Linked DNA regions of Mus musculus: region 2 is linked to region 1. The links are chromatin contacts, called in public HiChIP or PLAC-seq maps. All regions are on one chromosome and are shown on one strand. The core of a region is the stretch at or near the end of the contact, and the rest is flanking DNA. Distances in the headings are between cores, read along the strand shown. Region 1 has its middle 36 kb from the start of Golga5. Region 2 overlaps Ubr7 (ubiquitin protein ligase E3 component n-recognin 7 (putative)).

What was found. HiChIP or PLAC-seq counts read pairs in DNA pulled down with a chosen protein or histone mark.
Region 2: an H3K27ac HiChIP or PLAC-seq map of embryonic stem cells shows a contact between it and region 1, with 6 read pairs. The contact joins two enhancer-like sites. A contact is called at or near these places in 5 of 39 promoter capture datasets (the C10 cell line, cranial neural crest, embryonic stem cells and 2 more), 1 of 484 Hi-C or Micro-C datasets (embryonic stem cells), 18 of 115 datasets of contacts at active chromatin or transcription factors (the SCID.adh cell line, differentiating embryonic stem cells, embryonic basal ganglia and 7 more) and 3 of 9 other capture datasets (adipose tissue, liver and pancreatic islet).

What each region holds. Positions count from the first base shown.
Region 1 is chr12:102,502,608-102,507,698 of GRCm38.p6, forward strand. No RefSeq gene overlaps it. Among named protein-coding and RNA genes, the nearest start is that of Golga5, 36 kb to the left of the region's middle. Within about 2 kb of position 2,719, at least 11 of the 459 cell types and tissues checked have an H3K27ac peak or open chromatin away from gene starts, as enhancers often do. A contact at or near this core is called in embryonic stem cells, where this site is marked.
Region 2 is chr12:102,769,324-102,774,414 of GRCm38.p6, forward strand. Ubr7 (ubiquitin protein ligase E3 component n-recognin 7 (putative)) reads left to right here. Exons shown (of 11, transcript NM_025666.2): 9 at 458-620; 10 at 1,896-1,957. Among named protein-coding and RNA genes, the nearest start is that of Ubr7, 14 kb to the left of the region's middle. Within about 2 kb of position 2,483, at least 10 of the 459 cell types and tissues checked have an H3K27ac peak or open chromatin away from gene starts, as enhancers often do. A contact at or near this core is called in embryonic stem cells, where this site is marked.

The sequences.
Region 1 (5,091 bases), core at 1,469-3,968:
TGGACAGGACAGAAGACAGAGCAGCATGTGGCCTCCAAGAACACCCCCTTCTAACTTCCTCTAGCTAGGCCCCGCCTTCTGCTTAGAGCACTTCTATATTACGAACCTATCAAGGAATCAATCCATTTATTAGGTCAAGGCCCCCAGGACCTAATCAGTTCCCCAAATCCTAGCAGCTTGCAACCAAGCCCCTGGAACATAACCCTCTGGGAGAAATTTTGCATTCAGATGACACCAAATCAAGGAAATCAAGCAATCCTTCCAAACTGCATGATCTCCTCATCTTTGTTCAAGTTGGAAGACAAGCAGAAGAACAAAATCCAAAAGTACAACCTTTTGCGTCTGTAGGCCAGCATCTCTCTCCCTCTCACTGACTAACTTTAGTGGGAGGCACTGCCTGACATCTCTGTGGTCAGGCCGTCAGAACTTAGACATACCTGATCTCTTACATGACAGCCATCGTTAGCCCCTGTGGTGTCACAGAACACGGTACATAAGCGATGCTTCTCTATCCCTTCATAGTCACACAGCTTCTCTGGGTTCTAAAGCCACAGGCAAGCAGGGAAACAAAATGGAGAGGTGTGTGACCGGTTAGGGGGCATTTAGACTGGACAGCTTGAGAGTGTCCCCAAGAGGGAGAGCATCAAAGATTTAAAGCATCAAAGTAGGGGCTGGAGACTCGGCTCAGCAGGTAAGAGCATGCACTGCTCTCAAACGGGACTCCAGTTCAATTCTCAGACCCGTGTTAGGTGGCTCACTTGTAACTCCAGCTCTAGCAGATCCAACATCCTCACCTCACAGACAGACAGACAGATGCACAGAGAGAGAAAAGAGAGAGATGGGAGAGAGGAGAGAGAGGGGTGGAGAGAGAAAGAGAGACAGAGATAGAATTTTTTAAAAATACCCCAGAGCAGCAGGCTGGAGATGTGACCTAGTAGTAGAACATGTGCCTAGTTTGCGTGAGATCTGGAAAATAAAACACAAAGGTCTAAATTGTATAAATTGAGCTGAAAATATTCCTGGATGATCAATTTGAGCTATTGATTGTTTTATTTTTTTTTTAAGATTTATTTATTTATTATATGTGAGTACACTGTAGCTGTCTTCGGACACTCCAGAAGAGGGCGTCAGATCTCATTACAGATGGTTGAAAGTCACCCTTATTTTCATTTTTTAAAAAATGTGTGTATGGAAGGGAAGGCTGGAGAGATGGCTCAGTGGTTAAGAGCACTGACTGCTCTTCCAGAGGTCCTGAGTTCAGGTCCCAGAAACCACATGGTGGCTCACAGCCATCTTTAATGGGATCCAATGCCCTCTTCTGGTGTGTCTGAAGACAGCTACAGTATACTCACATAAATAAATCTTTTAAAAAAGAAAAACAAAAACTGTGTGTTTACGTGCCCATGGGGGCAAGAACCGGTTTCAATTGCCTGGAGCGAGTTACAGGTTGTAAGCCACTGGATCTCGGTGCTGGGAACTCAGTCCTCTTTCAAGAAGAGCCAGTGCCATGTCTCTCCATGTCTCTCTCCACCCCAAGGCTGTTGCTAGTGAAGTTCTATAGATGGTCCCTTAGTCAGGGTTCTCTAGAGTTGCACAATGTACAGAAGAATGTCTGTATGTATTAAGGGAAAGTATTGGAATGACTTACAATCTGCAATTCAATAAACCCAACAATGGCCAGCTATGTTGCTCAGTCCCCCGAGGTTAGGTGTCTCAGCAGGTCTTCTGTATAAGATGGAATCCTGAAGGAGTAGGCTCCAACAGATGTGCCTGCAAGGAAGTGAAAATAGGTGAAGAAGAGGAAGCCTTCCTTCTTCCATAATCCTTATGTAGGCTTCCAGCAGAAGGCGTGGCCCAGATTAAAGGTGTGCACCACCACATCTGGACCTAAACTGCTCGTTAGTTGGAATTGTTCTGTCCCAGGCTGGCCTTGAACTCAGAGATCTGCTTGTCTCTGTCTCCTGGGATTAAAGGTGTGTACCATCTTGCCTGGGCATCATGGCCACTATGCCTAAAGATCTGGATCACGGGCACGTCCTCCATTTCTGGGTTATAGTTCATGCCAGGTACAGTCAAGCTGACAACTGGGACTGACTAGCCATCGCAGATGGCAGTTCATAACAGAAACTGGTCTCTCAGTTCTTCAGCTGAGGAGTCCTAAGCTGTTTCCTGATTCAGACAGCTGCCTCACAACTGCTTCAGGTAGGTTCTGCCCTCTGTAACTTACCTCCTAAAGACCTTCCCCTCCAGACACCCTTACCATGGGCATCAGGTTTGGACAGGAATTTTGCAGGGTACTCAAAGGCTACTATGTACATCAGAGAAAGTACAACTCTGTCTACAAGACTCTCCCCCAAAGACAGGCCAGGATGTGGTATGGTAGAGAAGGTGTCCAAAAGCAACAGGGTCTTTTGATAGGATTTTGCAAACATTCTGTGAAGTGGGACCTAGGTATAGGAGGTTCCTTCCTCTGCCCTGCCCTGCCTCTCCACCACAGAGGCTTTGATTCTTTTTGTCTTTGGTGCCTGCTTTGTGGCTGTTTCCGTAAGTGGCCAGCGGGGGGTGGGGGGGGGTGGGTGGAAGAAGCCCCTTTTATAGTGGGTCAGGCCTACCTGGCTGTTGCCAGGTAACTGTGGGGTGGAGTTTAGACAGAATGCTAATAGCTACTGTCCCTGGCTGGTGGGCACAGGCTGTAAAGTCCCATAGGATGCTGCCCCGCCCTCCCTCAATTCTCTTTCTTTGAAATGGACAACATTCTTACTCAAATGTCACTCTTGTGAGTTGATTTGTTCTCAACTGGGAGAAGACAGAAGATGGCCTCCATGACAACCAGTTATCACTGCCCCAGTGGAACGAACACAGACCTTGACAGAGATATTGATGAGCGCACTGTCAGGAACACAAAACCCGGAACATCCCACTCGGCACTGCTTCTCTCCACCGGAAGGCCACTGTTGCTCCAGAGATAACAGCGTGGCCTCCCTCTGGGTCAGTGTTTCTCAACCTGTGGGTTTTGACCTTGGGGAGTGGGGGAGTGAATGACCCTTTCATCAGGGTCAAATATCAGGTGTTCCACATATCAGATATTTATGTGATGATTCATAAACGGTAGCAGAATTACAGCAATGAAGTAGTAATGAAATAAAGTTATGGTTGGGGTCACCACAGCATGAGGAACTGTATTGAAGGGTTGCAGCATTAGGAAGGTTGAGAACCACTGTGCTAAGCTGACCTGCTGTTTTTGATGGTTCAGGACTGAGAGGACAGTAGACTTGTAAATGAACCCGAGGACAGTTGCAGATTCATCCTACCCTTAGCCATCAAGGAACAGATAATCCCAAAGCAGGCAAATAAGAGCATTTGCTGTATTTTTTAGCCATAAAATTGGATCGAAAAGCATTTCAAATCATCTGAAGTGGGGATTTCCCCCCTGATTATTAGAGTAGCAATTTTTAATTGTGGAAGACACACATTTAAAAACAAAAATATCACTCGCGCACAGACCACTTATCTACATTAGCCAGCCAGCATGCTTTGGCCAGTCCCCTTCCGGACGCTTTTCTTTGGCTGTGTATTCATGTCTATAGAAAGGCCTAGAAATAGAGGACGAAAGCTGTAAGTCAATGAGTGGTTCCCAACCTTCCTAACGCTGTGGCCCTTGAATACAGTTCCTCATATTGTGGTGGCCCCAACCATAACATTATTTTCATTACTACTTCATACCTGTAATTCTGCTACTGTTATAAATTATAGTGTTTATCTGTGTTTTCTAATGGTCTTAGGTGACCCTTGTGAAAGGGTCATTTGATCACCAAATGGGGTCAAAACCCACAGTACTTCGGAACATACAGCTCTCTCTCTCTCTCTCTCTCTCTCTCTCTCTCTCTCTCACACACACACACACACACACACACACACACACACACTTTCTCTCTCTTTGCTAAGTTCTATCACAAAGCTCCATCCCCAGCCCACAATCTCCATTTTTAATTGATTTTTTAATCATGCAATACACAAATACATGCTCATTGTAGAATTCTGAACAGCCCATGTCCCTCAGCCCTGTCCCTCCTCCCATTTCCTAGTGACAACTTAGGAAGAAGCAGGATAGCTATAGATAGTGCAACAAATATGTGTTGAGGGCAGGGAAGGTAGCTATGGTGATTTGGAGTGGATTTTTCCTGTCCCTCTGTGATGGATGGTTTAGAGGTGTAGTTTGGCGGCAGAACATTTGAGTGGCATGTGTGATGTCCTGGGTTTGATTCCCAGCAGTGTCTAAAAAGGAAGTGAGATAAAGACTCAATAGAAACAACAGCTTTCTACCCAGATAAACACACAACTGTGTGTGTGCCTATATGTGTGAGCTCACACACACGCATATGTGCACAATTATGAAAGCCAGAGGTCAGTGTGGGGCGTCTTCTACCACTCCCCACCTGATTTTTTGAGACAAGGTCTCTCATGGAACCCAGAGCTCACTGCTTCAGCTATGCTGCCTGGCCAACAAGCTCTGGGGACCCATGATTCAGAACCAACATTTTGGGGGAGAATGTGCCACAGAAGATTCCATACAATGCATCAACTCGAGAGGCGTGGCCATCAGCGAAGATGCTTGCTCACTTAGTACAAACAGTCTCTGGGCTCTGCGGAGATGGGTTATCAGGTCGGAATGTCTTCTGACATGCAAGAGGACCTGAATTTGAATCTACAGCATCCATGTAAAATGCCGGTCATGGCCACACACACACACACACACACACACACACACACACACACACACCTACCTACAACCCCAGCATTGTAGGGTACAGAGACAGGAAGATTCTTGGGGCTTTCTGGCTGCTAGTTCAAGCTCCAGGTTCAGTGAGAGATTCTGTTGCAATAAGGTAGACCCTGAGAGAGTTGGACACCTGATGTCCTCCTCTGGCCTCTGTGTGTGCTCTAGAGCACACGCATGCACATACATTACATAAACATGTACATCGGTATTTCATCTGTAGTTGCAAACCGTGCTTTCCACAGTCTTATGGTTTCTTCTAGCATGGGTAGAGGGTCTTTTCTTTTGCTATGTCTCCATTTTAAATTCTGACC
Region 2 (5,091 bases), core at 1,233-3,732, 270 kb after region 1:
CACTGATTTCCTATGGGCCAAATTTATGAAGTTCCTTTTTTTTTTAAAGACTTATTTATATGAGTACAATGTAGCTATCTTTAGACACACAAGAAGAGAGCACTGGATCTCATTACAGATGGTTGTGAGCTACCAGTGGTTGCTGGGAATTGAACTCAGGACCTCTGGTAGAGCACTCAGTGCTCTTAACCGCTGAGCCATCTTAGAATTGCTTAGAAAGTAAACTAGTAGATTTTGAATTCAGAGTATATAGACTGTGGAAGTTGGAAGATTTCTGAAAAAAATCTGGGCCAAAAGTATAAATTCAACAAGTCAACTTTGAAGCTTACAATTTTCTAGGTGTGAATTTAAAAAATTTTAAAGTTATTATTTATTCTCCTTAATTTGACTTTCTGAAAATGACATTCTAAATGGGGGAACTGGAAAAAAAAATTTTTTTTTTTTTTTTTTTTTAAAGAAAATGTATGGAGAACTAGACGTCCTGTTCCTGACAGATGAATGTGATACAGTTCTGGCTTATGAGAACAAAGGCAAGAACGACCAGGCAACTGATAGAAGGGACCCTTTAATGGACACCCTTAGCAGCATGAATAGAGTCCAGCAAGTGGAGCTCATCTGTGGTAAATTCTGTTCACAAGGCTTTCTTCATTTTGCAGGAAAATGGATGATCACCTGTGTTTGTAACTCTAACGAGAACTAGAATTATGTAGTAGACCTTAGCTATTGTTTGATTTTTAAAAATTCTGAAGTTTAGTTGCTGTTACCAAGGATCATTAGCATTTCATGCTACAATAATGTTTAAGAAACCACAGTTTTCCCCAGGTGGCGCTGGTGCATACTTTAATCCCAGCACTTGGGAGGCAGAGGCAGGAGGATTTTTGTAAGTTTGAGACCAGTCAGGAAGGAAGAAAGGAAAAGAAAGAAGCCCTCAGCATGAACTATTTTAACTGAGGGTAGGTATCTGAACAACTAGTAAGAAGAGTGTTTCATCCTTCGAGAAGAATTTCCACTGAGCACTGTACCTCCCTTTGGGAAGTGTGGCAGTTTTGAGCGTCCTCGGGTGCTTGATGCTTTACAGGAAGTCAGAAAGCTCCAGCATGCTCTGCTGAGTTAAGGTTCCAGTTTTAGCCACTTTCCACTTGTGTCCCCATTATAGCATTGATCATTTCCCTTATAATCATTTTTTTTTACACACAGACACACACACACACACACGCGCACGCACGCACACACACGCGCACGCACGCACGCACACGCACACACACACGCACACGCACTCACACACACGCACACTCACACGCACACGCACACGCACACGCACAGGCAGACTCCAAGAACCTGTTTTTCAGTGATAGGGTCTGTGTTTAAGAGATTCATCAGCTGTGATAATGCCTCAAGTATACATAAATTTGAGTGACTACATGAGTTTAAAGCTGTCTGATGAGGCTGGTAGAGATGGTGGCACACTCCGTTAGTCCTAGCACTTGGGGGGCAGAGGCAAGCTGGTCTCAAGCTGGTTTGAAGCTAGCCTGGTCTACAGAGTGAGTTCCAGGCCAGCCAGGGCTACACAGAGAAACCCTGTCTTAAAACCAGCAAAGCAACAACAACAAAAGTGGTCTGATGAGTCTGTTAGTTGATTTACGGAGAAATTAGCCCTTTGCAGAAGGCTCAGCTAGTGTTTATAATGTGAGGATATTTCTGGGAGGTGTTTGTTCTTGTTAAACCCAGACACCATAATGAGGGAAGCCAGACTTGAGAGGAGCGGGAAACAATGTTCTCTGGATTTTAAGTAAGAAAACATTGGTATAAACTGTTAAACACTTGCCTAGCAATGGCAAAGGTTTTAAAAGTATATCCCTATGTGAATTTGAGGTACTGTTGTGCTTTTGGTTTAGAATACAATGACTTGAAGACTGAACTTAAGGACTACCTGAAGAGATTTGCTGATGAAGGCACGGTATGTTGCGTTCAAGAACCTTATTCACAGCTTTTTGGCTTGAATGAATTGTTCATTTTCTTTAATGTTAAAAAATTGTTAGGGGGAAAAAAGATTAAAATAACACCAGGCATGGTGGCACAGCACCATGGGAGGCAGAAGCAGGTGATTCTATGAGTTTGAGGCCAGCTTGGTCTACAGAGACATCTCCAGGATAGTCAGAGCTACACAGGGAAGCCCTGTCTTGAAAAACCAAAACCAAACCAACCAAACAAAAGAAAAGCACAGCCTAAATGGAGGACTTGACTTCCTTTTTGCTGCCTATCTCAGCTTCCCAAAGGCTGGGATCACAGGACCGAGCACCGTGCCTGGCTGAGGAGGTGAAAGTTTAACGCAGAAACTACTTTCTAGGTACTGGCAGGTCAGGGGGGATTAGGAAGGACCAGAAAAGAGACAGCGAAACGTGAAGGGCAGGACAGTTACATAGGGTCTGACTGTAGTGGAGGACTATTGGAAGGAATCTGCTGATTCAGATCCTGGGTCGGGAATGGGAGGATGACTCAGCAGAAACAGTTACACTAGGACTCTGAGAAGCCCAGAGTTGGAAGGAGACTTCCCATCCTGGGCTAAAACATTCTCCTGTGTAGGAAGTCTGTACTTTTTGTTGTCGCTGTTTTAAAGATTTTATTTTTGTTTTATGTGTATGATGGTTGCCTCTACGTATGAATGTGTACCACATGCATGCCTTGTCCCCTAGGAGGCCAGATGGAGTTGGGTGCCCTGGAACTGAATTATAGGCTGTTGTGAGCCACCATGTGGTGCTGGGAACCAAGCGCAGGTCCTCTGCAAGAGCAGCCACTGAGTCATATCTCCAGCACCAATAGTCCTTACTGTAAGATAGCATGACTGTAAGATGTATAATGCTTTAAAAATAGAATTCTGGCCGGGCATGGTGGCGCACGCCTTTAATCCCAGCACTTGGGAGGCAGAGGCAGGCGGATTTCTGAGTTCGAGGCCAGCCTGGTCTACAAAGTGAGTTACAGGACAGCCAGGGCTACACAGAGAAACCCTGTCTTCAAAAAACCAAAAAACCAAAAAAAAAAAAAAAGAATTCTGGATAAATGTATTGGTACTTCCCAGTCTTCACTGCTCAAGTGTATGGCAGAATCTCACCTTCATCTCTGTGGATCCGGGCATCTGGGTGAGGCCCTTGGGTGCACTGCTGCTGTGGGTCCTGCCAGTCTACTTGGGCTCTGACTTGGTCCTCGTGGATGAGGGAGGCTATGTCTCTGGGTTTCTAGATAGGGGCTAAGATGCTGTTTCTGTAAAATGAATTGTAAAGTCAGAACACTAAAAGGGTCTTGTCCCAAATGGCTTTGGTTTTGTTGTTGAGACAGAGTCTCTTTAGTGGTGGCTAGCCTAGAATTCCCTTGAGACCAGGCTGGCCTTAAACTCAGAACCACTTGTCTCGGACTCAGTGCTGGGATTAAAGGTGTGCGTCACTGTGCTCAGCTCTGCCTGCTTGTGCTTTAGAGCCAGCCCTACTTGCCACATCTTGTGGGTTACATCTTTGCTGTCTTTCTCTGCTGCAAAGTCTCTCCTTGAGCTAGAATTGAATGTGCCATGGGAACAGTGTGGCTTTTGCCTCCTGTGTAACCTTAGTACTCCTCAGACCCTTAGGGTGCTTTAGCGCCAAGCTCACTGTCTGATTCTGGTGGAGTCTGTGGTCACAGTGCTCTTTGTTAAGTTTATCATGTAGCGTGGCGATGGCTGAGCAGAAAAGAGCTCTTGATATGCAACTCTCATGGACCTGAGGTTAAATTCCAAAGTGTATATAAAAAGCTTGGTATAATTGCATGCAACTGTAACCCCAGTGCTGTGGAGGCAGAGACAGGAAGATTGCAAGAGCTTCTCAGCCACCAGCCAGCTCCAGCTTCAGTAGGTATCCTGCCTCAACGGAATACAGTGCAAAGTGATCTTAGCAGGACACGTATGTGTGTGTGTGTGTGTGTGTGTACACCAGGCACACCTACCTGAGAATACACCCTAGTACAGAATACAGTGCAAAGTGATCTTAGCAGGACACGTATATATGTGTGTGTGTGTGTGTGTGTGTGTGTGTGTGTGTGTGTGTGTGTGCACACCAGGCACACCTACCTGAGAATACACCCTAGTTCCATTCTCAGAACCATATTAGAAAAAAATAATGTCTTTTTCAGTTTACAATTTGATACTATTTTCTACAGAGAAAATTTTGCACTTGATAGGATAATTTAAAAGAACAGAAAATGTAGTTTTAGAAAAATTTGGGGCAGGCCAGGCATGGTAGCACATGTCTTTAATCCCAGTACTTGGGGGGCACAGGCAGGTGGATCTCTTTCACTGGGTTCCAGGACACTCAGGACTACATAGTGAAACCCTGTCTCCAAAGGAGGGGGCATTATTTGGGGACCTGAAGATATGGCTCATCAGTTAGGAGGACTGTTCTTCCACGGGACCTGAGTTTGATTCTCAGTACCCACAGGGCAGCTCATAACTGTCTGTAACTCCAATTCCAGGAAATCCAACACTTCCTACTGGCTTCTGTGGGCACTGAATACAGTTGGTGCACAGACATGCAGGCAAAACACCCATACTCATAAAATATACATAAATTTTTAATTATTTGTGTGGCCAATGAGATTGTTCAGTGGATAAGGGCACCTGTCATCAGGCTTGATAGCCTGCGTGGAACCCACATGGTGGAAGGAGGGCACTCCTGAGAGTTATCCTCTGACCTTTGTACATGTGCTTCCCCCTAGTAAATAGGTGAACATGACCGAAGACAACTAGAATTCAGAATTTCACTCTGCTGTGTGTGGGCTGAGGTCTCCTAACCACAATACCTGGGAGTAAATAGAATTTTCCTTCATGGCTTGCTGTTAATGTTTGTAATCCAAGGTTAGGTCAGATTGATTATTTTGCTCATGTGCATTCAAGTGCATTTTTCTTCTGTTCCCCTCCTCCTCCTCCTTCTCCTCCTCCTCTTCCTCTTGTCCCCATCCTTCCTTCCTACCAATAAACACATGTCTTTGTATTTTAAAAGAGGTGAAGAAACCTGTCTTGTGATGGCTGCAGTAGACTCAGGGATAGGTTGTCCCAGCTTACCTCATTTT